Linked DNA regions of Mus musculus: all the other regions are linked to region 3. A link is a contact called in public HiChIP or PLAC-seq, Micro-C and promoter capture Hi-C data. All regions are on one chromosome and are shown on one strand. The core of a region is the stretch at or near the end of the contact, and the rest is flanking DNA. Distances in the headings are between cores, read along the strand shown. Region 1 overlaps Fam117a (family with sequence similarity 117, member A). Region 2 has its middle 18 kb from the start of Nxph3. Region 3 holds the start of Phospho1 (phosphatase, orphan 1). Region 4 holds the start of Nxph3 (neurexophilin 3). Region 5 holds the start of Hoxb13 (homeobox B13).

The links. Promoter capture Hi-C pulls out the DNA fragments that hold promoters and counts their contacts. A called contact is a pair of places that touch in the nucleus more often than the background predicts. HiChIP or PLAC-seq counts read pairs in DNA pulled down with a chosen protein or histone mark.
Region 1: a promoter capture Hi-C map of liver shows a contact between it and region 3, with 2.0 times the contacts expected there. The contact joins the enhancer-like site here to the promoter of Phospho1 in region 3. A contact is called at or near these places in 3 of 39 promoter capture datasets (liver and pre-B cells) and 2 of 115 datasets of contacts at active chromatin or transcription factors (memory CD8 T cells and pancreatic cancer cells).
Region 2: a contact with region 3 is called in a Micro-C map of embryonic stem cells, with 2.4 times the contacts expected there. The contact joins the enhancer-like site here to the promoter of Phospho1 in region 3. A contact is called at or near these places in 3 of 39 promoter capture datasets (the 3T3-L1 cell line, hippocampal neurons and second pharyngeal arch cranial neural crest), 1 of 15 datasets of contacts at CTCF or cohesin (the NIH/3T3 cell line), 6 of 484 Hi-C or Micro-C datasets (the C2C12 cell line, cortical neurons, embryonic stem cells and 1 more) and 2 of 115 datasets of contacts at active chromatin or transcription factors (T-cell acute lymphoblastic leukemia and embryonic stem cells).
Region 4: a contact with region 3 is called in a promoter capture Hi-C map of liver, with 3 times the contacts expected there. The contact joins the promoter of Nxph3 here to the promoter of Phospho1 in region 3. A contact is called at or near these places in 2 of 39 promoter capture datasets (the 3T3-L1 cell line and liver) and 1 of 115 datasets of contacts at active chromatin or transcription factors (pancreatic cancer cells).
Region 5: an H3K4me3 HiChIP or PLAC-seq map of neural tube shows a contact between it and region 3, with 3 times the contacts expected there. The contact joins the promoter of Hoxb13 here to the promoter of Phospho1 in region 3. A contact is called at or near these places in 9 of 39 promoter capture datasets (the 3T3-L1 cell line, the C10 cell line, cranial neural crest and 5 more), 4 of 484 Hi-C or Micro-C datasets (the G1E-ER4 cell line, cerebellum and embryonic stem cells), 9 of 115 datasets of contacts at active chromatin or transcription factors (embryonic basal ganglia, embryonic forebrain, embryonic hindbrain and 4 more) and 1 of 9 other capture datasets (embryonic stem cells).

Annotation. Positions count from the first base shown.
Region 1 is chr11:95,354,443-95,359,323 of GRCm38.p6, reverse strand. The region is part of intron 1 of Fam117a (family with sequence similarity 117, member A); the gene reads right to left. Among named protein-coding and RNA genes, the nearest start is that of Fam117a, 20 kb to the right of the region's middle. Within about 2 kb of position 2,438, at least 145 of the 459 cell types and tissues checked have an H3K27ac peak or open chromatin away from gene starts, as enhancers often do. A contact at or near this core is called in liver and memory CD8 T cells, where this site is marked.
Region 2 is chr11:95,530,016-95,535,104 of GRCm38.p6, reverse strand. No RefSeq gene overlaps it. Among named protein-coding and RNA genes, the nearest start is that of Nxph3, 18 kb to the right of the region's middle. Within about 2 kb of position 2,659, at least 15 of the 459 cell types and tissues checked have an H3K27ac peak or open chromatin away from gene starts, as enhancers often do. A contact at or near this core is called in embryonic stem cells, where this site is marked.
Region 3 is chr11:95,820,548-95,826,269 of GRCm38.p6, reverse strand. It overlaps Phospho1 (phosphatase, orphan 1), which reads right to left and starts at 1,770. Exons shown (of 3, transcript NM_153104.3): 1 at 1,561-1,770. It overlaps Gm38958 (predicted gene, 38958), which reads left to right and starts at 1,859. Exons shown (of 1, transcript NR_164195.1): 1 at 1,859-2,315.
Region 4 is chr11:95,510,759-95,516,271 of GRCm38.p6, reverse strand. Nxph3 (neurexophilin 3) reads left to right here and starts at 1,707. Exons shown (of 2, transcript NM_130858.3): 1 at 1,707-2,112; 2 at 4,740-5,513. The coding sequence starts at 2,059. The coding sequence ends at 5,444.
Region 5 is chr11:96,190,528-96,195,730 of GRCm38.p6, reverse strand. Hoxb13 (homeobox B13) reads right to left here and starts at 1,415. Exons shown (of 2, transcript NM_008267.4): 1 at 685-1,415. The coding sequence starts at 1,288.

The DNA of each region.
Region 1 (4,881 bases), core at 1,189-3,688, 470 kb after region 3:
TCTTGCCCCATTGCTACAAATTACTTTGGTCTGCAGTCGCCCTTTCCTCTCCTGTCGGCCCTGGAAAGGGATAGAGAGACTGAGGAATGTCAATCAGAGAGGCAGTGTCTGATGACACTCCACACCTCAAGAAGGTGTCTGTGTCCTATACCTAAACCAAGCCCCTTTCCACCTGCCCTGAGGCTGCTGGGTACCTGGAGGGGACTGCCCTGTCAGCTCCTCTTCGGGATGTGTGTGGATATATAGGGATCTATATCTCCATCTATGTCTGCGTGCGTGCATGTGTGCGTGCTTGTGTGGTAGGGGCAGGCCTGAGTTTGGGGTCTGCTGTAAAGTGTATTTGTTTTCATTTGTTTCTTGCCAGGCCTTTGAAGCCTGTAACAGAGGAATCTATCACCTAGCAACAACTGCCCCCACACTGATTTTATGTCAGTTCTCACCACCCTCAGAACCACCCTAGTCAGCAAACTATTTAGCTGGGGTCCGATTTCCACAACAGGGAACTGAATGGTATTTCACTCACAGTACTGACAGACAGGTTCCAGGAAATACGCAAAATCCTGGAATCGGTAAGAGACCCAACCACTATTCCCCTTGATACCTCATTCTACTCAGCTGCCTCGGATCAAAACTGATCACAAAAGCTGTGTGACCTGTTCCTCCATATATACATAAACATAACAGAAATGGGAAAAAAGGAAAAAAAAATTAAAGGAAAAAAAGCTAGAAACGGAGGGAAGGAGAGAATGGAATGAGGAAGGGCTGCGCTGCCTCCCTTGCTGGCAGACAGACCTGCAAAGACCTTGCTCAGCCCACCTGCAGGTCCCACCTGCTTCCCCACCCCTGCAGATGAGGTCACAGCTGGGCTCCAGCCTTATCTCCACAGCGGCCACATCCCAGTGCTGGCTCAGCTCCTAGCTAGCCACAAGGTAGAATTACCTCCTGTCTCAGAGCCCTTAGCAAGGCTCCATGGCCCCTCCCAAATCCCCAAATTCTTGGCATGTCCCAACCCCTCTGAGGAGACTAAAATGCCATGTTTCTCTCCTGCCTAGAAAATAAAGGAGAGGGCACTTCTAAAAAGATTAGGTTTTCGACTAGGGAAAAAACAAAAACAAAAACAAACTAACCTACTGCATCCCCCAAAATGGTTTGGCAAGCACCTGTTGTTTTAGGCACCAAAACTGAGTGGGAGCTGCTAACCCAAGGCATCAATTTCCCCTAAGGACAAACCAAAGCCAAAACCAGATAGCGATGCTATCCTGTGCCATCCTTAAAGAGGCTGCAGACTAGCAGGCACAGTGCTGATACCTAGGAGGGGCTATCCAAACAGCATAGGTCTGACAGTCCTATCCTCACTGCAGTGTGACTGCAGCCAACACTACCATCTTCACGGATCTGCCTTCCCTCTGCCAGCAGGGCCCAATCTGGTCCACCTTGCCTCCTAGGGATTCTGAAGAGAAAAGAAATGCAAATATGCTTTTATTCCCGAGGAAGATACAGGGAAGGAGGTGGAGAAAGAGACGACTACTGAGAAGTCTGTTGCAAGAAGGTTCTACAGGTGTATCACAGGCCTGGGGATTGAACCTAGGGCCTCACACACACCAGGCAAGCACTCTACTCCTGAGCTATGGCCCCAGCCCTCTCTTTACTTTTTATTTTGGGACAGGGTCTCCCTACCTTGCCCAGGGTATTCTTGAATTCAATCTTTAGTCTAGGGAAGCCTTGCCTTTCCATTTCTTCTGCCCTAGCCTCCTCAGTAGTTGTGATTACAGGCCTGTCCACCAGGCCTGGCAAGGTACTTGAATTTACTGTATATTCACTGTCCTTTACTAGGGACAGCCTACTGCTCTCCTGGATACTGTCTGTCTGAGAGAAGTGTGCGGAAAGGAGTAGGCAAGGGATACGTGCCTGTAGTCCCAGCACATGGAAGGCAGAGGCATTAGGAACAGGAGTTCCAGGCCAGCCTTGGCTACAGGGTGATCCCTTGTCTCAAACAAACAAAAGTCAATAAAGCTTCTTAGAGACTTGGGCATTGGCAGCTGTTGATGAGCAAGGGCTTAAGCTCCGCGGCTCACAAGCATCCCCTAGCAGACCCACAAGTGAGGGGGAAGTGGGTGCTTATGGGCATACCGGAAAGATGTGGGGAATGGGCGCTGTCCTGCACTCGTGTGATTACAGCTAAAGGATAGGAAGTGTTGAGAAGTCAAAACGGTTGCTTGTGGCTGAAAGATGAACTGGTTTTATTTCTGGAAAGCGCCCCTCTCAGATTTGGGAACCTGGGAGAGAAACAGAACAATCGGCTCCTGTATCAGAGAAGACAAGCCAGTATCATGACAGGCAATGACAAAGCAGCCAGCACTGGGGCATGGGCTGGGTGTCTGCAGGAGGGTGGGGTGTCCTGTTTACAGCACCATGGGGTATTATCGGCCCATCGCATGCAGCAGCCTCCACAGCTCAGCCACCTGGCGAGGCACCCTGGCACCAGGCCAGACCATTTCACCACACAGCTGAGCAGTGGCGGATGCTTTGGTTCTTGGGCAACAGCAAATGGAGAAAACAAAACAAAACAGCACCTACTAGATAAGAAGCCTTAGGTGCTATCTTCCAGAGCCACTTGGCCCTGTCTCCCAACTGCTACACTTGTTATGGCTCCAGGGAGAGGGGCTAAGAGAGGAGAGGCCCAGCAGTCAGGTGGTGTCAACGGAGCCAACTGCACACACGGCAGATAACGCCTTTGGTAAGTAGGTATGAGTGCCCACTGAGCATCAACGCGCTGATAGTCTCTGCTGATGGGAGAGGAGTAAGACAAGAAGCTACTGGCAGGGGAGTAGAGGGGAGAGCTGATGCCACTGCTCCATCAATGCCAGCTATCTGACACCAGGCACACTGGCAGGGGATACCCACACCCACCCCCAGCAAAGGTGCTTTCAGAAGGGCCACCAGTTCGTCTCTGCCTCCCCCTAAGACCTCTCCTTTGAAATCAACTCAAGCCTAACCCTGGCATAGGAACTCGAAGGAGAGGTGAGAGTCCTCAGGATGAAGACTATAGATAATGTAGGGCGTGAGACATCTCTGGTTCTTCTCAGCTTGGCCAGGGGAGAGAGCAATCAGCTCAGACCCAAGCCTTCGGGTTGGGCACCTGGAGGGACAAGTTCATCGTTTCGCTGTCTTGCAGGCCAGGTAGGAGGGAGGAACCTGGGATGGGAAGATGCTCTTAATCCCACCGACAGCATGTGCCTAGCCTTCCTAGTACATCTCCAAAATGGAGACATAATTTTACACCCAGCAAAAAACTCAACAACTAGCTGGTTCAACAAACAAGGCATGAGTCACTTTCTCATGCCATCAGACTTTGAAGCCTTCTCCCATCCCCTCTTTTAAAGAGAAAATAGCCCTCATGACAAATATGCTATAGGAAATAAGAACATCCAGCTGAGGGAACACAAAGCCAAAAGCTATGCATGCTCACCGCGAAGCAGCACAGCGCTACAAGGATCCTGGTTTCTCTCCATGCTCATAGGCACGCGTCTGTTTCCTTTTGTTCAGTAACCAATGAGCTTCACACAGGGATGAGATGCAGGCAAAGCCAGGGCAGTGTGGAGGGACCCTGAGGGACCCTGGGGGCTCCTACCCTGCCTTGTCCACTTGGGGTGTCCACCTGGAGAACAAAATACAACATTTTCCCCCAAGAACTGATTCGCAGGACGGAGGGGAAGTTCCTGCAAACAGCCTCACAGGGATTGTCTTTCTATTTTTGGACGTGTGCTGGGATTGAACAGTGTAGATGGCCTCATGAGCTCCCTGTGGTTTGGGGCCACTTCACTGCTTAACTCGGGACATGTGGGTTTTGGAAGAGAAGCTGTGGTGAAACCGAAACCCCCAATATGACTATCCGGGGGTTACAGACCTCCATGGAGAGCCCACAGAGACCCCATCTATATGTCTATTGGGGGGGTTACGGACCTTCATGGAGGGCCCACGGAGTCCCCATCTATCCCAGCTGTTACTTTGGAAATGGAGTGAGAGGGCTTTCTCTGTTCTGTTGTCTAGCACTGAAACTCAAGGAAGCACTCTATCGATGAGCTATAACCCCAGTCCTGACTAACATTTCTTTCAACACTAAGCCACAGCTAACTTAAACCTTCACAGGGAGAAGAAACTCAAAAGAACTAGACTGGAAGGGGCGGGGGGAAGTTCCATCATGCTATCCCTTCCAAAGAGACTTTACCCAGAAAAGAGCAACGGGATTTGTGTACACTCTAAGAACTGCTCAGCCAAACCCTCCATCAATCACTTGACTCCATATTTAAACGTACAACTCAAGAGAACCAGGGAAACCATTTCTGGCTTCATGTCTGACTTCCCTAAATGTAGATCACGTCCGCAGGCAGCTGGAAGAATGGGTCAAGAGAGAAGCCTTTTTAGAGATGTCACTGTGGGAAAAGAATATAAAGAATCCACTAACTGTATCTTCCAGGAGGCAAAGGGTAGCCCTGCAGTGTGTGCACAGGCATCAAAAAAAAGCGGGCTGTGGGCCTCTGACATTTGTTCAGCTCTCAAGAAACTACAGTTAGAAGAAAAGGAAGTAGGGTGAACTTTTCACCCTTTAACTTGATTCTCTGAAGAGGAGTTTCTGTAGGATCGGAGCATTCAAGACAAAACAAGTCGCCAGCAGTTACTGATGGAAGCTGCTTTCCTTGAGGATCTAATGGAGCCGCTGTAAGAGGAGCCCACACAGTAGCCTAACCTCCCATAAAACAATCCTCACCTCGTGACTGTTTGAAAGTAACAGGTGCCTTAGGGACATACAAACTCAAAGGACGAACAGACATCTTTTTCCTTGCTTCCGTTCTCATGGTAATCTGATTTCTATTCAACAGA
Region 2 (5,089 bases), core at 1,410-3,909, 290 kb after region 3:
CCAAGTGCCCAGTGAACTCCAGAGCAGGTAGCCCAGAAAGCGAGAAGGTACAAATTAGTCAAATGAGAGGTGACAGAGCTTCCTTTGACTTTGGGACCAAATAGACACCCAGTGGGCAGGGCTGTATCGCAGTTGGCAGAGCGCTTATCTTGCCTGCAGGAATCTGCAGCATGGCATACAATCGGATACCGCGATGCAGGTCTGTGGTCCCAGAATTACAGAGAGGATCAGAAGTTGAAAGCCGTTCTCAGTCACACAATGACTCCAAGGACCTGAGACCTTGTCTGAGATGGGGGTGAGGCAGACAGAGACAGAGAAACCCAAGAATATGCCAGGCCTGGGGTAGCAGAAGCAATGAGGGGTATGCAGAGAAGGAGGTCAGACAAGATACTGAAGTGAGAGGCCAGAGGTCCCAAATGATCCAGAACATGACCTCTCCCAGACCCCACCCCCACCACCACTGAGGGCATCAGAGGTTGTGGGGATTAGGGAATCTGGCGGGGGGGGGGGGGGGGAGGGGGGGGCGGAAGCCCCTGGAAAATATCTGAAGGGACTGCAATCACACAGGGAGGGCTGGCCAGAGATAGGCTAACCCAGGGTTCAACTGCCTAAAACTGCCTAGTCTAGGGCATCTACCAGACCCACTGTGGAGGAGAGACATCACTCCAGCTGTCCTGCCACAGGAAAGGAGAAGATCACAAGAGGGACTGGGGACTAGGAGGCCGTGATAGAATGTAGGCGCAGGTGGTGGAGACTCTAGCACAGGAGGGAATGTGGCTGACCCATCTCTGGGAGGCTTCTACATTTCAGAAAAACAGCTCACAAGGCTTTTCAGCTTCTTCGAGAAAGAATTGGATAAACACCTAGAAACGGCTTTATAGGCAAAGACTGCAGAGCAGGAAGAGCCAGAGAGACCTGGCTGTGAAACTCCAAGAGAGGAGCCTGGGGCATGGAAGGAATGATTTTTGACAGGCTCCTGACCCAGCCTCATCTCTTCGACCCAAAGAAGCAGACACCGGAGTGCCGCTGGACATCGTGGCTCGACCTGAGTGGTCAGAGGCAAAGATCCCTTCAGGCAAGAGGCAGTGGACAGCTGGCGTGCAAGTCCAGCGTCCATACCGAGCAACGGGCAATGCCGCGGCATCGCAGCGCCCCCTGCTGGCCAGAGGCAGAGCCTCCTACTGGGGAGCCTCTGTCTCAAGTGTGGGAATACTCCTCCAACAGCACTCTAACCCAACCTCATTTCCAACAGATCTCAGGACTCAGCATCCTTTGAGGCAGACATCCACACTGGAAGACCCTTGGCATATTGTGCCAACCTCTATTTTATCGCTGGAGAAATGAGACACGAATAACGCCAAAAGGCTCTGAGGACACAGACATGTATATATGTGTGTACCACAGGCTGTCCACGGTCCAGTGGTGGTGTCCCGGGGTGGCCAGCCTTCGCCACCTCCACAAGCCACATTCCCTGTCAGTCATCCCACAATGAACCCGCATGAAACCGACTGTACATCTCAGCTTCGATGGCTCCCAGCCTCTACTTTCGCCTCCCAGCCCTCCGGACACACAGCCCCACAGTCTCAATTCCAGCCCCTCCTGTCTCTCTCACCCCTCCACTCAACCACGCCCTCCAGCACTCTCCACTCCGCCAATCCACCAGCCTCAGGAGACACCTGTGCTCCCTTCTGCTGCATTCTTGTTTAGTCCCCAGGAAATGAAAACTTTAATTTCTTTTTTTATTAACTTTATTGGATTTTCTTTTTAATTATAAGTCAACGTACTACATGTTCTCTGTAATCGCTTAAACAAACCAAAGCCGTGTAAAGATGCGGTTACCAGCTCTCCTCTCCCCAGCTCACAGCAGAACACAGGGTGCCTCTGGGGGCTGGGCCACCTGATGGCCTGATGATTTGATCAAAGCACTGGCTACACAGTCGGCCACCAACACAGGTATCCACCGCCTTCTGGACCCAAAGACTCGTGCGGGAGGGGAAGATGGCCAATACCTCAAATTCTCTATGGGCAGATGGACAGGAGCCAAAGGGCCTTGGACAGGCACTGTTGCCTTAAGTGGGGCTCTCTGAAGAACGACATTTGACTGGAGCCCCCAAGGGAAGGCACAGTGGGTCACCACACTGAGTCTGAACGTTCTATCTACACAGGGTAGTGTAGGGACCACTGTACATGTTTCCTAAGGATGCCAGGGCAGTGTTTCTCAACCTGTGGGTCCCGACCCCCTGGAGTCCCATATCAAGTATTTACATTACAATTCATAATATTATCAAGATTACAGTTATGAAGTAGCAACGATAAAATCGTACGGTTGGGGATCACCACAACGTGAGGAACCGTATTAAAGAGGCTCCGCATTAGGAAGTCTGAGAACCAGTGGACTAGGGAATCCACTGGGTGGAGACTAGCTAGGGGGCGGAGCAGTATGGCTGCCAGGTGACAAATGAGAGAGATGGTAGTTGATACCCTCTTTGTAAAAAGCCATTTACATTGCTGTTTTTTAGTTCTTTGACTTTTCAGAACTTCCACGCTCCAATCTTTGGCTCCACCCCTCTCTGGAATGATTAGTGTTGTCACTTAGTGGCAGGACCTAAAACCAGCTAGGAGCAGAGCCTCAGGGTGTGCCTGGGGGGTCGGAGGTAGCCATCTTGGTTTGGTTAAATGAACCGAGAAGGCTGGCCCACTGTGGGTGTGACCCTTTCATGGGATTCTAGACTGCACAAAGGAAACCTAGCCAAGTAGCCCTGTGCACTCAGGCCTCTTTGTGACTGGACACCATGTGACCAGGTACCTCAAGCTCCTGCTGCCTTGATTTCCGCCATGATGGACTGTAGCTTGAGCTGTGAGCTAAAACAAACCCTTTCTCTAGTAAGCTTCTATTGTCAGGGTGTTTTTTTAAGAATTCAGATTTGGCCGGGCGTGGTGGCACACGCCTTTAATCCCAGCACTCGGGAGGCAGAGGCAGGCAGTTCGAGGCCAGCCTGGTCTACAGAGTGAGTTCCAGGACAGCCAGGGCTATACAGAGAAACCCTGTCTCAAAAATCCAAATATATATATATATATATATATATATATATATATATTCAGATTTATTTGTTTTATGCATATGAGCGTTGTGCCATATGCATATGCTTGCATAGCCTGCCTGAGATCAGAAGAGAAAAATTGATTCCCCGAAACTGGAGGGACAGAGCAAGCTCTCCAGGCCCTGTCAGGCAGCCATGGCATCAGGAAGATGCTGGAGTGACAGCTCTTCACTCTCTCGGCCACCCCCAACCCTCCCCACCCACCCTCCCCACCCCACCCCCACCCTTACTTACTGATTGATAAACAACACAGTACAGTGAGCACCAAAATTAAATTGGATCAGAACCCATATTAGCTGTAAATGTCCACATGGTTCGTATTGACACTGGAAGTGCCTGGCTACATCAATAAATGGGACAGAGTTCTAAACAAATTAGACAGATATCTTTTTGAAATTACTTTTTCATGTGCATTGGCGTTTTGCCCTAATGTATGTCTGTGTGAAGGTGTCAGATCCCCTGGAACTGGGGCTACAGACAATTGTGAGTTAGCATGAGAATTGAACACCGGTCCTCTAAAAGAGCAGGAAGTGCTCTTAATCACTGAGCCATTACTCCAGCTCCTATACAGACATCTTTTTAAAAATATATTATTTATTTAATGTATACGAGTATAATGTAGCTGTCTTCAGATGCACCAGAAGAGGGCATTGGATCCCATTAAAGGTGGTTGTGAGCCACCATGTGGTTGCTAGGAATTGAACTCAGGACCTCTGGAAGAGCAATCAGTGAGTCATCTCTCCAGCCCTATACAGGCATCTTAAGGGGCAGGGAGATGCCGTGACCTCCCCTTAGCTGTAAACTACAGGTCTACCTTTCTGGTAATGTTTCCAGGGAAGAGTGCCTTCTGAGTGACCAAGGTCCCATCTGGGATCTGAGCTGTGAGGAGAGGAGAGTGTGGCACCTGTGATGGAGATGCTCAGGCCTGCTGGTGCAGACCTGTGGTCCCAGCTTCTGAGGAGCTGAGGCAAAAGGACTGCAAGCTCAAGGTAGACCTTGGGAAAAGTGAGTTCAAGGCCAGCCTGGGCAACTTAGTAGAAACCTGTGCCAAAGTAGCAAACATAGAGATCAGAGATACAGTGGCAAGAATGCTTGTTAGATCAGGAGGGAGAGAGGGGTGGACTGGCAGTTTTGTGTGTCAACTTGATACAAGCTGGAGTTATCACAGAAAAAGGACCCTCCCTTGAGGAAATGCCTCCATGAGATCCAGCTGTAAGGCATTTTCTCAATTTAGTGATCAAGGGTAGGAGGGCCCACTGTGGGTGGTTCCATCTCTGGGCTGGTAGTCTTGGGTTCTAAAAGAAAGCAGCTGAGCAAGGCAGGGGAAGCAATCCAGTAAGTAACATCCCTCCATGGCCTCTGCATCAGCTCCTGCTTCCTGACCTGCTTGAGTTCCAGTCCTGACTTCCTTCGGTGATGAACAGCAATGTGGAAGTGTAAACTGAATAAACCCTTTCGTCCCCAACTTGCTTCTTGGTCATGGTGTTTGTGCAGGAATAGAAACCCTGACTAAGACAGGGAGGAAGAGAGGAATGGGTGATATCATCAGATTCTGACAGAGCCACACTGTGAGGTCATCAGAACCAAGGACGATCTGAAAAACAGGCCTAGGCCAAGAGGAATTCCAGAAAATGGGTACCACATGTCCTGATGGATGCTGGAACAGAAAATGGGCACCAGATACAAACGAAGGACACTTGAATAAACTGCGGACTTTAATCGTAACATATCAACATTGGCTCATTGCTCTCGTAGCAAATGAACCGTACTTATGTAAATGGTTTGACTGGGGCAGGGGAGGCCCACAGCTGGGAACAAGCTATGCTAGTTGATCAGAGTGTTTGTTATTGGTTTTGGTTTGGTTTGGTTTTTCTTTTTCTGTAAATGAAGAGTTTTTTATTTTGTTTTGTTTTTGTTTTTTCGAGACAGGGTTTCTCTGTGTAGCCCTGGCTGTCCTGGAACTCACTCTGTAGACCAGACTGGCCTCA
Region 3 (5,722 bases), core at 521-3,020:
GAGGCAGAGGCAGAGGCAGAGGCAGAGGCAGAAGCAGAGAGGCAGAGGCAGAGGCAGAGGCAGAGGCAGAGGCAGAGGCAGAGGCAGAGGCAGAGGCAGAGGCAGAGGCAGAGGCAGAGGCAGAGAGGCAGAGGCAGAAGCAGAGAGGCAGAGGCAGAGAGGCAGAGAGGCAGAGAGGCAGAGAGGCAGAGAGGCAGAGAGGCAGAGGCAGAGGCAGAGGCAGAGGCAGAGGCAGAGGCAGAGGCAGAGGCAGAGGCAGAGAGGCAGAGGCAGAGGCAGGTGAAACTAAGTTAGAGGTCAGCTTGGTCTACAGAGTGAGTTCCAGGACAGCCGGTACTACACAGAGAAACCCTGTCTAGAAAAACAAAGCAACAAAAAATTCTGTGTGACCACCAGAGTCCCCGTGGAGAACAGGACAGGACCTTTGAGTTTCTCCCACATGCTAGAGCAGCCAGGAGGCAAACTTTTGGGGGCTGAGGGAAGTCCTTTTCTAGTCTCATCTAAGATCAATGTTTGCAGCCCTGATTCCCTATCACAGCCCCTGCCTGCTCCTTTGATACAAATACTTTTAGGTTAGATCTGTGGGAAGTCGGGGTAGGGGTGTGTGTGTGTGTGTGTGTGTGTGTGCACTAACTTAAGTCTAAGCTTGAAATTCTCCTAATGGGGGAGAGGGTAGAGCCCATAGGAAAGTTTGGGGAGTTTTCCACAAGAAACATGCAGACTGAGAGTGGGGGTGAGCACTTAAAAACTGTCAAGCCCTCTCTGCTTCAAGAATAAGTATGCCCATCACTAGAAATTAGATCTGACAATTAAGCTAGGATTCCTGCCCCCAACACTCGCAACTTCACAAACTCCTTTCTTGTTCATTAACCCGTAATGGGCAAGGGAGGGGGTGCAGAGAGGTCCAGCTTACATCACACAGCATCAGAAATAGGATTAAAACTCAGGGATCTCTACTGCCTCTTGAAGAAATTACCTGAACTCCGGAGGCTCTGTATGTTCCCTGTCCTAGCTAGTCTGCGCCCCGGTGCCAGTGAGGAATCTGGGACTAGGCGTCACCTCTGGGGTCCCCTGCCTGGGGTGGACAAGCAGAGGTGATTCTTACTGGGTAGGGGCAGGGAGATGGCAGCTGCCGGTGGGGTAGCAGGAGAGATATTTTTAGAGGTGACTGGAAAGCAGGCACTCTGGCACACCCCCAGCTGGCGGGCGCTTCGCTCTAATGCGGGCGGGGGGTGCGTAGCTCGGGGAGAAGGAAGGACTTGTGGGTGGCGGGGAGCTATGACAGTCCCCGGAGATGAAGGGACACTGGGTACCATTAACCTGGGAAAGGAGGGGGTTCAGTTCTCTGCCCCTGGGACTACCCCACCACCAAGCACATGAAACACACTCAAACTACACACAGCCCCCACCCCAACATTTAGATCGCGGTCCTCCCGGAGCCCAAGACTCATGCGGGGCAGCAGCGGTCACGCTGTCTGTCCCAGCTGAGTTTGGAGTGGAAGTAGTGGGAAGGGGGCTACTTAAGGGATTTAGGGACAGGATGGAGCAAGGGGTGCTTACGGGATTTGGGGGGTACGCGGTCTTATCCACCCCCGGATTTCTGAGCTCCGGCTCACGAATCCCTCCAGCCCCGAGGGACTGTGGATGATGTGCTTCTGCTCCGTCCCTTCCACCTGCCCCCCATCCTCGGGGCCGCCGCCGCGTCCCCTTTAAATGCCGGGGAGCCAGAGCCCGAGCCGCGGCGGGCGCTGCGGCAGCCGCAGCACCCGGGCCCACCGCAGTCCCCGCACGTCACAAGCGCCCAGCCAATCACCGTGGCGCCGGCGCACATCAAAGGGGCGGGCTGCCCGGGAGCCACGCCTCCGGGCTGTCCCGGAGGCCGCGCGAGCGGCCGTGAGACTGGGCGGGCGGGACGGGTGGAGCGTGGCGCGTCCCGTCCGAGGAGCGTGGGTGCGGGGCACCCTCTGCGTGCGCGTGGGCACGTGCGTGAGTCAGTGTCACACTGCCCGCCTCCTGCTGGGCTCGGCGCCAGGACTCTGCAGGCAGCCCTTCCACCGCCCGGCTTCCCTCCTTGTCGCGGGACAGCCGGGTGACCGGCCCGCCAAGCAGCCCTCCCTCCATGTGCTCCGAGCTCGCCCTCTGCCCTTCCGGGAGGAGTCGCGGCATCCTGCCGAGTCCTCGGAACCCTGTCCCCAAATTACCGGGTACTCGGGCTTGCCGATGGAAAAGCTCTCCCAATCCAGCACCGCCTAAACTCGGAGTTGGAGAACCGACACTTGAGCACTGTGGTGCAAATAAAACCCGCTTTCTCCCAAGTTCCCGCTCTTCCTCTCTGGCGAGCTTTCCCTTCCTTCCCACCCCTCAGAACACTAGATTACGATTAAAAGAGAGGAGGTGAAACCTGCACTTTCTGAACCGGTGCGACGAACCCAGGAGAAAAGACTTGTCCAAGAGTTCGAACACAAGGACACCTCACTTCAGTCACAGAACAGGATCTGTGGGTGAGGAGGTGCACCCTGGCCTGGGTCTACCTTCAACTCTCCTATCATCCTCTAGCTTTGAATACCAGAGCTCCGTGCTTCCACCAGCAGAAGGCAGATTGGCAGAAAAGTTGCCGATACGATGGACCACCCGCCCAAATCTTTGAGGGCGACGTCTCCATTGCCCCTGCTCCCTCTCTAACACGCCAGCGCCCCTTCACCTCTTTCCTGAAGTCCAAGGGCTACCGGTGTTTATTCTACCTAGCTCTACCTAGCGGTGCTCAGGCCCTGGGCCTTTTATCTTGAGTCGGGGTGGGAGGGTGGGTCTCTTATAATTTGTTGCTACCTATTCTAGGCCCGACCCTGAGCTCCTAAATCTCCTGCTTCCATGTCCAATTTGATGGATTAAAGGCCCGAGTCCCCACACCCTGCAATCCCTCCTCTTAAAGAAGCAGTTTCATCTCCACACCCTTCTCAAAGACAGGCTCACACAGCCTTCATCATCTGTGTTGTATCTGTTCTCGGCCCTCCAATGCCCCCCAGACCCCCCCCCCCTTTGAGACAGTTTCCTGTCGCCCAGGCTAGTAATGGGCCTTGCTGTATAGTCCAGAATGACGGTCTACTCCCGAGTTCCTGCCTCTACCTTCTGAGCGCTGGGATTAAAGGCATGTGTGCCACTATGCCCTTTCTTAAACCAGCCCTAGGTGTACTTGAGGGGAGTGGGTAGATGGCTGGAAAGATTTGAATGTCTGGATCCATGCTCCCATCCTTGTTCTCCTTCCAAAATGATGCCACTGAGGCTCTGAAGAAATCGAACTGGGAAGAGCTAACCCAGCTTGCTTGGGCTATCCAGTTGATGAACCGTAGCGTTGGAGTTCCAACCCAGTTTGCTTACCCATGACCTCATACTGCGCCTCTCCCTTGTCACTTTTACTCTTTTTTAAGTAAATTGAGGGCAGAGACCATGTTTGCCTTTGTTGTTGTCTTCCAAAAGGGCAGGGTTTCTCTGTGGAGCTCTGGCTGTCTAAGACCTCGCTCTGTAGATGAGGCTGGCTTTGAACTCCGAAATCAGCCTGCCTCTGCCTCCCCAGTTTTGAAGTTAAAGAATTGGGCCACCACCACCCGATCGATCCATGTCTGTTTTACTCAACACTGTGACCCAGACCCCAGGATTTAATCTGGACACTGACACCTCTAGGCCTTAGATGTTTGTTTTTTGCTGGCTCTGGTGGTGGCACTCACCTTTAATCTCAGCACTTGGGAGGCAGAGGTAAGTGGATCAAGGTTAGTCTGAGTGAGTTCCAGGATAGTCAGAGCTAATCCCTGTCTTGGAAGAAAAAAAAATCTGATTCTCTTGCAAAATTTCAGCCTCCTTTCCAAATTCACTGATACAGTCAGAGAGTGCTGGTAGATGACTTTTGGCCCCCACTAATGATCTCGAGTTTTTCCTGCCCTGGTCTACCTTCTAGCTCCATCATGGGGATGATCCCCCGTGCCGTGCCTCCAACTCTGTGAAATAAGTGTATCAGTGTTGGAGGGCATGCTAGACAGCTGCCCTACCTCTGACGTAGTCTCAGGCCTAAACATAGACACTCTTAGTGTTTTTTAAAGATTTGTTTGACTTTCAACTGTGTGTGTATGGTGTATATGTGCACAAGCCTGCAGGGACCCACGGAAGCCGTGGGCTTTATATCCCCCAGAGTTGGAGATATAGGCAGTGACTGTAATAGAGGTTAGCTGCCTTATGTGAGTGCTGGAAACTGAACTCTGGTACTCTGGGGGCTCAGTACAAGCCCTCTCAACTGCTGAGGCGTATGTCCACCCCAGCATCTCTTCTCCCTGGGATAAAACTTTCAGGATACTCCTGTCTGTCTTTCCACTTTTTTTCTCTTTTAACTGTCAGGGAGTGAACCAATGAATGATCAGCCTTGTGTCTAAAGATGGGGACAGAAATGGAAGGGAAGAGTGAGCCACAGTCCAGACATCAGAGGCTCATGCTCAGCCAGGGTCAATGTTCACTTTAGGACTTGGGTCACTTGACTTGGCAGAGAGCTTGTGGGGTGAAGAGTTATCGGAGGTGACAGAGCTTGCTCAAGTCTCTGATGACCCTTGACTCAGGTGACCAGAGTCAAACTTTCCAACTGGTCCTCACGAAGAGGCTGAGTCACTTGCCCAAGGTTCCAATGGTAAAGCCAAGAAGCCGGGAATCCAAGGTCATGACCTGCTCTAGGAAGGAAGGAATGGTTCAGTTCACAAGGCCCACCTGAGGGAGGAAGACCACTAACCTTTCCAGGAACCAGCTGGGTCTTGGTCATGTGGTCTGGACAACTGCCTCTGCAGGTGGCTTTAGTATTTCCAGTTTTACAGAGACAAAAACCCAGGGACATTTAGAAAGGACCTTGCCTGAAGGCATGACGTGGCAATCCTAGGTGGTCAGACACAGATCTGGACTCCTGGTGAAGCCAGAGAGGACAAAAAGGCGGGAGTTGTGGTCAAGTGTCCCATTTAGGCATTTCAGTTGGGAAGCGCTGTGCTAGAAGTTGTTACCAGGACTGAAAACATCCTCTGTAGCCCAGCCTGGACAATGATGAGCAATTCCGAAATTCTCTGTTCAGCTTCCTGTGGCTACCCTGTGTGCTACCAGCTCCTAATTTACACAGTGAGATAGAGGGTATGTCACAGAGCTAGGAAGTGGCAAAAGACAAGACTCAAAACCTGAAGGTTTTATTACACATCTATGTATTTTTGGGGGGTGATATTTCCCTATGTAGGCAAGGTGGCCTAGAATTCCCAGTCCTATTGGCTCAGCCTCCCGAATGCTAGGGATATAGGAGCCAGTCATTTTCATTATATGCAACTGGGAGCTGAGACATTCTTTTCTTTTCCTCCTTGGATGGGAGTTCATGTAACGTAGGCTAGTATCAAACTTACTATGTAGTATGACCTCTATGTGTAGTATGACCTCTATCAGTCTGCTTCTACCTCCTGAGTGATAGGACTGGAGTGCCATGCCACATCTGGTTATGAAGTGCTGGGGGCGTGGCTTTGTGCATGTTAAATAACTCCTCTTTCAACTGAGCTGAGCTTCATCCCTAGACCTGCCCCCCCAACTGCATTTTAAAAATTTATTTATTTTTACTTTCTGTGCACTGATATTTTGTCCGCATGTATGTCTGTGTGAGGGTGTTGGGTCCTCTGGAATTGAAGTTACAGACAGTTGTGAGCTTCATGTGGGTGCTAGG
Region 4 (5,513 bases), core at 458-2,957, 310 kb after region 3:
ATGGCGCCCGCACTGGGGACACACACTGTGTTCTTCCCACCTCCAAAGGAAAGATCTGAAACCTGGCATCCCAGCATGGCAGTAACCTGCCCAAGGTCACACAATGGGCTGGGGCCTGGCGTGGAATCTAAGACTGTCTGGCTTGAAAACAGTACCCCTTCTGCTGGGCCACACTGCTTTCCTGGGGGCAAGACTTGGAATGAGTAAGGAGTGAGCCCAGCTTCGTCTCTGTCAAGCTGAGAGCGGGAACTAGCTGCCCACGCTCAGACCAACAGCATCTTTCTCCCAGCTGGACCAGAAGCTCCAAGGCCACACAAAATTTTACCTGTTCCTTCCTCCTCCCCTGCCTTTGGCAGTCTTTGAGTACACACACACACACACACACACACACACACACACACACACACACACACACTGCAAAGAGCCCGAAAGGCCCAGGGCACCCAGGAGACAGGGGGCTCATCCAAGCTACCTCCTTCTGCAGTCTCTCCCTCTTTGCACTTGGCCCAGGCTGATATTAAGATTCATCTGCATTCCTCGCACAACGCCTGGCAGATGGTGGGGGAGGAGGCTGGGTGTGAGCTGGGGGCTGCAGCCAGGGACCACACTGGATCTCAGAGGGCCACAGAAGAGAGTGTGGAGAGCTTCCGGTAGACCCAGTGTAGGCTGGGGCCACTCCAAATGCCTCCATGCGGGTCCTAGGATTCGACCTTTTGTTTTTCTAAAGACCAAAGGAGTTGTAAAGAGCTCAGAAGGATGTCTAGCCATTGAGGGCAGGAGGGTGGTCCTGACCCTTTGGGATCTCTTGTCTAGGTCTTAATCTTTCTTGTCTTGGTGATTTGAAGAGAACAGAGCAACCTAGGACCCCACTGGGGTGGGGCCCTTTTCCGCCTGGTGACACCTGTGCCGTGGGAAATGGGTAGGGAAGAACATGCTCTGAGAGGCCTGTTCACGCCATTTATGCCTCTATTTCTCAGGAGGCAAACCCTTACCCCAACCTCAGAACCCAGCCTGGACCCTAGTGGTCTCTTCAGCCCAGCGCCTCAACCAAATGCTTCGTACTGATTGCTCTTAGGTCGTCTAAGAAGAAAAGGAACGAATGTGCTAGGAAAAAGGGTGCGAGCTAGACACTTAGAAGAACTTCCCTTAGCACCCTCATCAAGTCTTGCAGGAACCATCAGCTGTGATCCGCTGTAAATATCCTTGAGCCCTTAAAAATGGATTTAGGGAGAGTCGTCTTTCCAAATTCTAGGACTCCTAGGGTGGAGGTAGGTAGAGCGACAGATTCCCGTGTGCCCGCTACAGAAAAGAAGGCGCGCTGCCAGAAGGGCGGAAAAGCTGGTGTCCCCATCCGCGGTCTTCCAGCCTCTTGCCTCCTCACCCAGAGCTCCTCCGCCCTCCTCCTGTCCCCTACGCTGGAAATTGGGCGTCCCAGGTCCCCAGGCTGCTGGCCGGCAGGGGAGGAGTTAAATCCGGAGGTACCGACTGGGCTCACCGTACCTGCCGCCGCCGCCGCCGCCAGTGGGAGGGACGAGGAAGCGGGAGGCGCCTGGGCGCCAGGAGCGCTCCAGTCTGGCGGGGCGCAGAGCGGGGAGCGGGCGGCCGCGGCTCGGCGTGGCCCGGGGCGTCCGCCAGGGGGCGCGCCACGACGGGGCGGGAGGGGCCGTCTGGTCTGGGGAATTAGCACCGGGGACGGGCGCGCGCGCAGGTCCCCAGCACATCTGGGTGAGAGCCGAGCCTCTGGAAACAAGCCGGGCGCCGAGCGCCTGTCTGGAGCGGCAGAGTCACCGCTCAGCCGGAGCCCCTTCGAGACGCTCCGGGCGCACATCTGGGACTGGGAGAAGGGACCGCGCGGCGAGCAGCTGGACTCGGGGAGGGGGCGGCGGCTGCACAGCTGGACCGAAGGGGGCGGGGTCGGTCCCAGCAACTGGCTGAGGGGAGGGCCGCGAGCCACCGGGGACCGGAGCATGGGACAGCGCGCCTGAAGGAGCAGTCCGGGACGGAGGGGGCCTGGGACCCCGAAAGGAAAAGAGAGACGGGTGAGAGCAAAGGAGGAAGATGCAACTGACCCGTTGCTGCTTCGTGTTCCTAGTGCAGGGCAGCCTCTATCTGGTGAGTGGTCCGCGGGGAGCGGCGCAGGGCGGGGGCCAGGGGATGGGGAGAGCGCGGGAAGCTGCGGAGCCCTGAAACTTTCTCCCTCCCCCCACCCCGGCATCCTGGGGATGCGGTGAACGCTGGAGGCTAGGGGAGAGGGCGGGTCCGAGGCCAGAGGCCGGACTGGAAGGGTTAATAGGGGCGGGGAGGAGGGTGCTTGGATGGCCCACCCACTCCGCGGCTGATCGCGGGAGGTGCGAGTGACACTAGGGAAAAGGCCCCCCAAGCTGAGTAGCCAAGGATTACCCGACCTCTCGTAGCAGCATCCCAGGACGCGCGAAACGGGGGTGGGGCAGGTGACCTGCCCGGCCAGGGGACGCGGTATTCTTCTTTGACCTCTGGGGCCCAGAGAATCCCGAACTGTGGGCCCTGGCGCGCCAAACCCGGGCGGACCGGGGGCAGCCCCCGCGTCCCTGCCTCCCGCCGTCCCTCTCGCTCCCTCCCTCCTCGCCTGTTGTTTTCCTCGCCTCTCCCGGCAGCGCGCAGCCCGAGCCCCACAGGACCTGGGCAGGCGGCTCCCGCCCCAGGCGCTCAAAGCAGCTGAGCTGAGCGCCCAGACCCCGCTCCCCCGCGGCCCAGGGTGCCTTGGAACCCCACCCTGGACCCTACCCTGTAGCTTAACTCTCTCGCGACCCGCGCCCACCGCCCCACATCTGTCCCGACCCTAATCCTGTCCTGGAGAAGCCTCCGCCTCGGCGCCACTGGAACGGCCCCCTTCCTCAAAACAATTCCCATTGACAGCAACCCTTCCATTCCTAGTCCACTCTAGGACTAGGGAGGATGTCTTCCCTGCTTGGCCCTTTCCTGTGGCCCTCTTTACTACTGAGCTATTGACTGTCTCAACCATTTAGTTAAACCCTAGAGCCAAGTACGCACAGGTGGGCAGCCTTAAACCCAAACCCAGGAGCCTTCCTTCTTGACTCCTGACCCTGGGGCACTGGGGACTTGGGAGGCAGGAGCAGCCTTAACTCCGAGACTGGCTTGGTCACCAAGGCCAGAGCAAGAGCATAAGAACTAAACCCTTTGGAGCCTCCCATCCCAGCTCCTCAGGATTCCCTCCGCCCCACCCATGTCATCATCAGTCCAGATGTTGTGGCTGAGCTCCTGTCCCCTCACTGGTGACATAGACACACTGGGAAGAACTCGGTTTCGGGAACTGAGCAAACACACATTCAGGCCATGGAGCCTAGGGAACCAGGTAACCTCCCTGTTGCTCTGCTGAGCCCCGCTGGCTCTTTCCACTCTCCTCCAGGAAAGCCTCCCCAAGGTGTGGCCTGTCACCATAGCTGAGCCTGTGTAGGCAAGACAAGCCCTGGCGGAGTCTGACAGGGCATTCCAGGTGGAAACAGGGCTTTGATAAAAGTCTTTTGCAAAAGGTCGTGAGGTGGGACTGTGTCTGTTGATGGGAAGGCTGACACTTGTGGCCCATGTCTTGTGATGTAACCTGCAAGGCCCGATGTCCTCACCTGTGAAATGGGACTCACAAGAGCTGGTCCCTCATCATGCAAGTGCCATCTTGGCATGTCATCACGTGTTCCCCAGAGGAGGATTTTGCTCCCACAAGCTTGGCCATCCTGGGTGTGCCATCTGCTCCTGGTCTCCTAGCCTTAGCAAAACCTGAACCAAACTGGTAACTGACCAGGACTCTGGCTGGGTTCTGGATTCGTATTTTGTGGTGCATAGGCTGTCTTTGCCTCTAAAGTCGGCAGTTATACTGGGCTAGGAACGGTGTCCTAGCCAGAAGACTAAAACGTCTTAAAAGATATACGGTGTGTGTGTGTGTGTGTGTGTGTGTGTGTGTGTGTGTGTTGACAGAAGGGAGCTCCCAAGGTAGGGGTGGGGCTCCCCAAATAAATTGCAACTCCCAGCTCTAGGTGAAGGACTCCTGGAAGATAGAAAGAAGTGACACTTCCCAGGCACCTGGACATTTCAAGGGTAGAAACTCTCCCCCTAACTGGGCGGTCTTGGCTGGCCTCAGTGGAAGAGGCTGTACCTAGACCTGCAGTGACTTGAGGTGTCAGGGTGGGTTGCTATCCAGGAGGGACCTCACCCTTCTCAGAGATGAAGGAGAGGGAGAGATGGGGGAGGGGCAGTGGGAGGAGGGACTGGGAGGAGAAGAAGGCTGTGATTGAGAAGTGAATAAATAAATTGGAGGGAAAGGGGTAGACAGTCTGCATTCCCTTCAGACTGGGGGGGGGGTCTTCTGCAAGATCAGAAGCCAAGCCCTCCCATCTGACTGGGACCTATCTGGAGAGTAGAGTCGTATGTCTCTGGTACCCTAGTCCATGGAGAGGAGAGACGTCCAGAAGACCCCCTCCAGATTTTGAATGGCAGGCTGAGGCAGGGCAGTAAAGATGAGATATGGAGATGACTGAAGCATCAGAACACGAGGGTGGATTATGAAAGAGCCAGGGTGCACACCTGACCCCCAAGGGAACAAGTGCTTACTTCCCCACCCCACCCCTTTAGCCTGAGTAGACAGGGACAGAGACCAGGTAGATACTGATGGGATGCTCTGCCAGATCTCAAATCTTCTAGGTCCTCTGAGGACAAGGTTCTAATTCTCTTTCCAAATCCCTCCGTAGGTCATCTGCGGCCAAGACGATGGCCCGCCTGGCTCAGAGGACCCTGAACACGATGACCATGAGGGCCAGCCTCGGCCTAGGGTGCCTCGCAAGCGAGGTCATATCTCACCTAAGTCCCGCCCCTTGGCCAACTCCACCCTCCTAGGGCTGTTAGCCCCACCCGGGGAGGTTTGGGGTGTCCTTGGGCAGCCCCCCAACCGCCCCAAACAAAGTCCCTTACCCTCGACCAAGGTGAAAAAAATATTTGGATGGGGTGATTTCTACTCCAACATCAAGACAGTGGCCCTGAACCTGCTGGTCACAGGCAAGATTGTGGACCACGGAAACGGGACCTTCAGCGTCCACTTCCGCCACAACGCCACGGGCCAAGGTAACATCTCCATCAGCCTTGTACCCCCCAGCAAAGCTGTGGAGTTTCACCAAGAGCAGCAGATCTTCATCGAAGCCAAGGCATCCAAAATTTTCAACTGCCGGATGGAGTGGGAGAAGGTAGAACGGGGCCGCCGGACCTCGCTCTGTACCCACGACCCAGCCAAGATCTGTTCCCGTGACCACGCTCAGAGCTCGGCCACCTGGAGCTGCTCCCAGCCCTTCAAAGTTGTCTGCGTCTATATTGCCTTCTATAGCACGGACTATCGACTGGTGCAGAAGGTGTGCCCAGATTACAACTACCACAGTGATACCCCCTACTACCCATCTGGGTGACCTAGATGGGCGGCAGAGGCCGGTGCAGGAGGCTGGCTGGCTGGACACTGGGCAGGGAAAGGGATGGAC
Region 5 (5,203 bases), core at 166-2,665, 370 kb before region 3:
CAGGAGTCTGCAAACACACCCACCCTGTCAGGTTTTTGTCCACAATCACACAATCCACTTTCACATGCGTGTTCGGATTCAGCCACTCCTCCAAACTGGCAAATTATGTACATGAGAAAACAGGGTTCTGTTCCCTACCCAACACACACATACACACACAAACACCATGCACACACACTTACACGCACACTCACGAACACACCCTTCAATACACCCTCAGTCAAAGAAAACCTAAATTTTCCTTTCGAAATTGACCTAAAAAAAGGAAAGGGTTATATTCTCGAGGAAACACCCAATATCTCCGATCCCACCTCTCAATGCCACTCTCGAGACCACTGGATTATGTCATTTGGCCTTTGGGCAGAATTAGTCTGGGATTGTGCTGGGTAGGGACTCTTTGCCCCCAATCAACAGCAGAGATCCAAGGTTCTCCCGACATATTCAAAGACTGGTCCTAGAGCCTCCTGGAGAAGTCAGGAAGGCTAGCACCCTGCTGAGGCCCCTTATTCTGACCCTCTGAGGCCCTCTTGTTGCCTGGACCCTCCCTCACAGTCCTAGTAAATAACCCAGGAACCCTAGGCCCCTCCTCATCAGCCCGAAGTTTCCCTTCCTCTCCTCTTCCTCCTTCCCAGCAAGTGCCAGCGTAGCCCATGCTGAGCCAAGGGGAGCCAGAGTAGAACTTACCTGCAAACGCTGCTTTCCAGAATGGACCTGGTGGGTTCTGTTCACCTTGGCAACACATCTGGCTGTTCCAGCCACCGGCCAGGGCCCAGGGCTGGTAACTGTCCACGGGAAGCAGAGAATCGTGGCGAGGCTCTCCGGGGGCTCCCAGGGTCTGCACCACAGACACATCCAGGTAACTGGCCATAGGCTGGTATGGTCCCGGGTAGCCCGGATAGAAGGCAAACTCGGTGGGACGGCTGGGATACTCCTCCCCAGGTGCAGGAGTTTCCGAAGGGTAGGTAGCCAGGGCGGCCGTCTGGGCACAGGGTTTCAGGGAGCTCCTGGATACTCGGCAAGAGTAGTACCCGCCTCCAAAGTAGCCATAAGGCACAGGAGCTGGAGATGCCCCCTGAGGCACCCCAGGACAAGGGTGGCACTGCTTTGGTGGCTCTGCAGAGCCTGGCAGATCCAGGGGGGCATAGTTGACAGTTGGCATCAGCGTTGGAGCCGCGGGATGGCTAGCCAGTGGGGAGGAGTGGGAGACTAGATTCCGACCCCCTCCAGCTCCCAGCAAGCCTTCGATATCCTTGGCCCCGTCCAAGGTGGCATAATTGCCGGGCTCCATGGAGCCAATGATCGGCTCATGGGGAGCCGAGGGTGAGGGTTCTAGGGGGCAGCAAGCTGTCTCTCCCCACCCAGGCCCAGGGAATCCTAAGCGTTTTAAATCGCTCCCAGCTCGAACGGCGCCTGCATTCGCCTGGCTGGGCCGTCTTGACGCAAGAGACGCAAGAGCCCGGGCATGAGCGCTGATTGGCTGTGGCCTGGGGGAGAGAGGCTCATAAAATCCTCCCGCAGAAATTGCAGGGGGAGAAGGGACGGGGAGCCCGGCTCCGCCTCCTCTCTTCCCTTCTCTTCCTCTCCGCCTGTCTCTTTTTCTTTTTGTATGTGTGTCTCTGTCTTTATCTGTATGTGTTCTGTGTCTCTGTCTCTATATGTGTCTCTGCTTCTGCCTGCTGTCTCGGGTCTCTGCCTGCGCTCTCTCTCTCTCTCTCTCTCTCTCTCTCTCTTCCTGGCTCCCAGTCTTCTGCGCTTTGGCAGGTTTAACGAGAGAATAAAAAGCTCTCCCAATAAAGTGTCCATCTCCTGGGGATGAGGGGAGTCGGGGGAAGGGCTGGGAGGCCACTTCGGGCTGCCTCAAAGGAGAACCCGGGAATGCTTCTGAGATGGGAATGAGAACTGTAGGCGTCAGGGAGCTCTGTGCTTGGAGGCTGGGTACTAGCCACCGTAGCTCATTGTAGATATCCTTTCTGTCCCTAATACACTGCGCCCAGGCAAGTGCCTTCCAGGTCTGTCCCCCAAGGACCCTGCCTAGTCACAACACTGAAAGCCCGGAGGCCCCAATGGGGATGAGGCGGAGCCAAGGGGCGGGGGACACGAAGGAACGTTGAAAACGTGCAGTGCTTGGCTCAGGGAACGCAGTGTCCGGATCTGAAGGGGAAATAGAGCCAATGTCTGGGAAGGGGGTCTGGATTTCCGTTTAAGGGTGGAGAAAGAGACCAAGAGACACAGGCGTACAGGGGCTTTACTTGAAGGAATAGACTCGGTGTGGAAAAGGAAGGCTGGCGGGGGGGGGGGGGGTAGGCAGAGAGGGAGGAGAAAGGAAGAGAGGAAAAAAGGGAGAGGGAGAGAGGGAGAGGTTGAAACATCACAAATGGGAAGGGGGGGTCAAGATTGTATCCCTTTTTCTGGAATCTGCAGTCTGGGGGAGCCAAGGCTGGTTTCGTGGCCATCCCCACCTGTGGGGATCCTGGGTCCCAAGATTGCAGGAGCTTGGTCTGTGTGGGGGCCTTTCTGCTCTTTGGTGCCGCTCTCTAGGCCGGAAAGTCCAGGAACCGAACCCTGGCCCCAGCACACTTCCACAGGACTGAGGGACTAGAAAGCTCAGGACCCCCTAGCTGCCTCTTTAAATTTCCTTGGAAGTTAAAGAGGAGGAGAGAGAGAGTGAACTACCCCAACTGCTAGAATTGTCCGAGGCCCTCTGTTGGGGCCTATTGTGCTGTAGATTCAAATGGCTTGTTTCACAAATCTGCCCTTAAAGTTGGTTTGTTTTTTGTTTTTTGTTTCTTTCCTGTATCACTTTCACATGAAATCCCTTTGTGTCTTCTAGTTTTCTCTCAGGTTTCCCCTCACCCCGGCAGAAAATTTGAACTTTTCTATTCTACATCAAGAGTTTGTTTGTAATAAAGAATCGAACCCCTTGAGCTGAGTCCGGCTCAGCCAAAGCCTAAACTTGAACTTGAGTCACTTTGTGGGAAAGGGCCTATGAAAGCCAGAATGGAGGCCTGTAGTATACTGTGTATCACTCCCAACAGACATTGTTAATAACTGACATGAAGCACAAACATCCCCTCTGATTTTTATCACATTTGAAAACATAGAGAAAGGAAAAAAGAGGAAGGTGTCTGTTCACTGCTTCCCAAAGCCCAATCCAGGTTGTTGTTCACCCAATCATGAAGGGCAGAAACACCAGGATTTCCCCCCTAAAGATTTCGAACTTCCCAGTTCTTAGGTTTCTGTAGACACAGATGCCTGTATGCTGGGATGTAGAGATACAGTGGCATTCACCTTTGATTCCAGCACCAGGGAGGCAGAGGCAGGCCTTTTCAGACCTAGCTTGCTCTACAGACAGAGTTTCAGGACAGCCAGGGCTGCACAGAGAAACCCTGTCTTTGGTGGGGAGGAAAGATGTGTGTAAGTTTATTAATGCTGATACAGCATGAGTGGCCTTTACTTTTTTAAAAAAAAAATCAAAATCATTTGACAAAACAACACTTCTGGGTATAAGGGAAATTTTTACATCCATCGTGGGGTATGTTCTAACACTTTCTTTTTTAGATTACTGAAACTGCATAGATATCCAGAAGATTTGCATGGCCCCTGGGATATATGACATGCAAATTCTCACAGCATTTTATGCCACACACTGGCCTCAAGCTCCCTTTGTAGCTGAAGGTATCTCTGAAATTCTGATCTTCCTGCATCTCCCTCCCAAGAGCTGCTGGCATGATAGAAACAACTTAGTCTTTTCTTTCTCTCTTTCCTCTCAGAACTCAGAATTGAACCCAGAGCATCACACGTGCTAGATAAATATTCTACCAATGAACCATGTCCCCGCTGGTTCCCACTTTTAGAAAGGAAGAAAAAAAAAGAGTAATTGTGGTGTCATGCACTAGGTTTGCCGAAGCACTAGCCATAGATATTCAAAACTGGAAGCAAGTCAGATTCTAGCGAGAGTGGGATAGGCAAAGGAAATCAGGCTGGAATGAAACATGGGGATTAAAACCCAGCAAATGACACTGGTGAAAGAAGCCAGATATAAAAGACTACGTCTTTATGATTTCCATGTCTATATAGTTCAAGAGCTTTGGGTATTCTATCCCAGGGAACAGGTCTAGGTATTAGGTTTATTAGCATTTGAACTAGGCTCCTGTTACCTTTGCATGTTCATATATGCGAGTTCCTCTGTTGTGTGACTTGCCCCATATCTCAACGGGATTCAAAATAGAAACGAGCCAAAAAAAAAAAAAAAAGAGAGAGAGAGAGGTAATAAAGAGACTTTCTAAGGCCCTAGAAATGTTATCTCCACGTGGACGCTGGTTATGTGGGGGTATTCAATTTGTTAAGACCCCGTATGCCTAGGATTCCTGCTTTGCTCCCACCCCAACCAGTTGTATCCCAACTTAGGAAGAACAATAATTAAACAACAATAATTTCTAGCAGTGTGTGAGGCCCTGGGTTCTATTTATAATGTACTGAGAGGGGAAAAAAAAAAAAACCACAGCAGCAATGGCTACAACTGAGCTTTTTGGAGGTAAAATGCTTATATAAACATGCACAGGAGGAAGGCTGCAGAGACTCCTTACAGAATGGGGACTGACCAGCTTAAACTTTGACACTCTTAGCTGTGCTAGAAAACTCCCTCTGGATCAGACATGTTTCAACATAAATAGTAGGAAGAATTTGGTTTTGTTCCCTCAGAAATTTATTCGGCGTGTATTTTATCCCAGGTAACAGGTCTAGGTATTACAGTTATTAGCATTCCAGCTAGGCTCCTGTTATCTTTGCATGTTCATATATGTGAGAGTGCTTCTGTTGTGTGACTTGCCCCATATCTCAACGGGATTCGAAAACAGGACTTGGCCTCCTTCTCTCTAAAAATGGTGCTAATAATTCTTACCTTACAGGAATGAGATTTTGCATATGAAAGCATTTTGCAAACTGGACAAATGCGACTTCAATTTGCGCTCCCGTGTGTGTACGTGAATAATGAAATGATTTGCTTTTATTTAAAAGGAAGAACTGCCCTAGAACATTTAGATCACTTCTTCCTAGCGTAGGAACCGGGGGTCCCACACAGAAACTGAGATTCCGCCCCTGGGACTCTGCAGGAGTTCAGCTCCCAAACCCCTTCCCAACCCGTGGTCCTCTGGTCTCCCCAATAGCGTCCCCAGTCCTTTCTCCAGCTTCACAGAATTCTTTG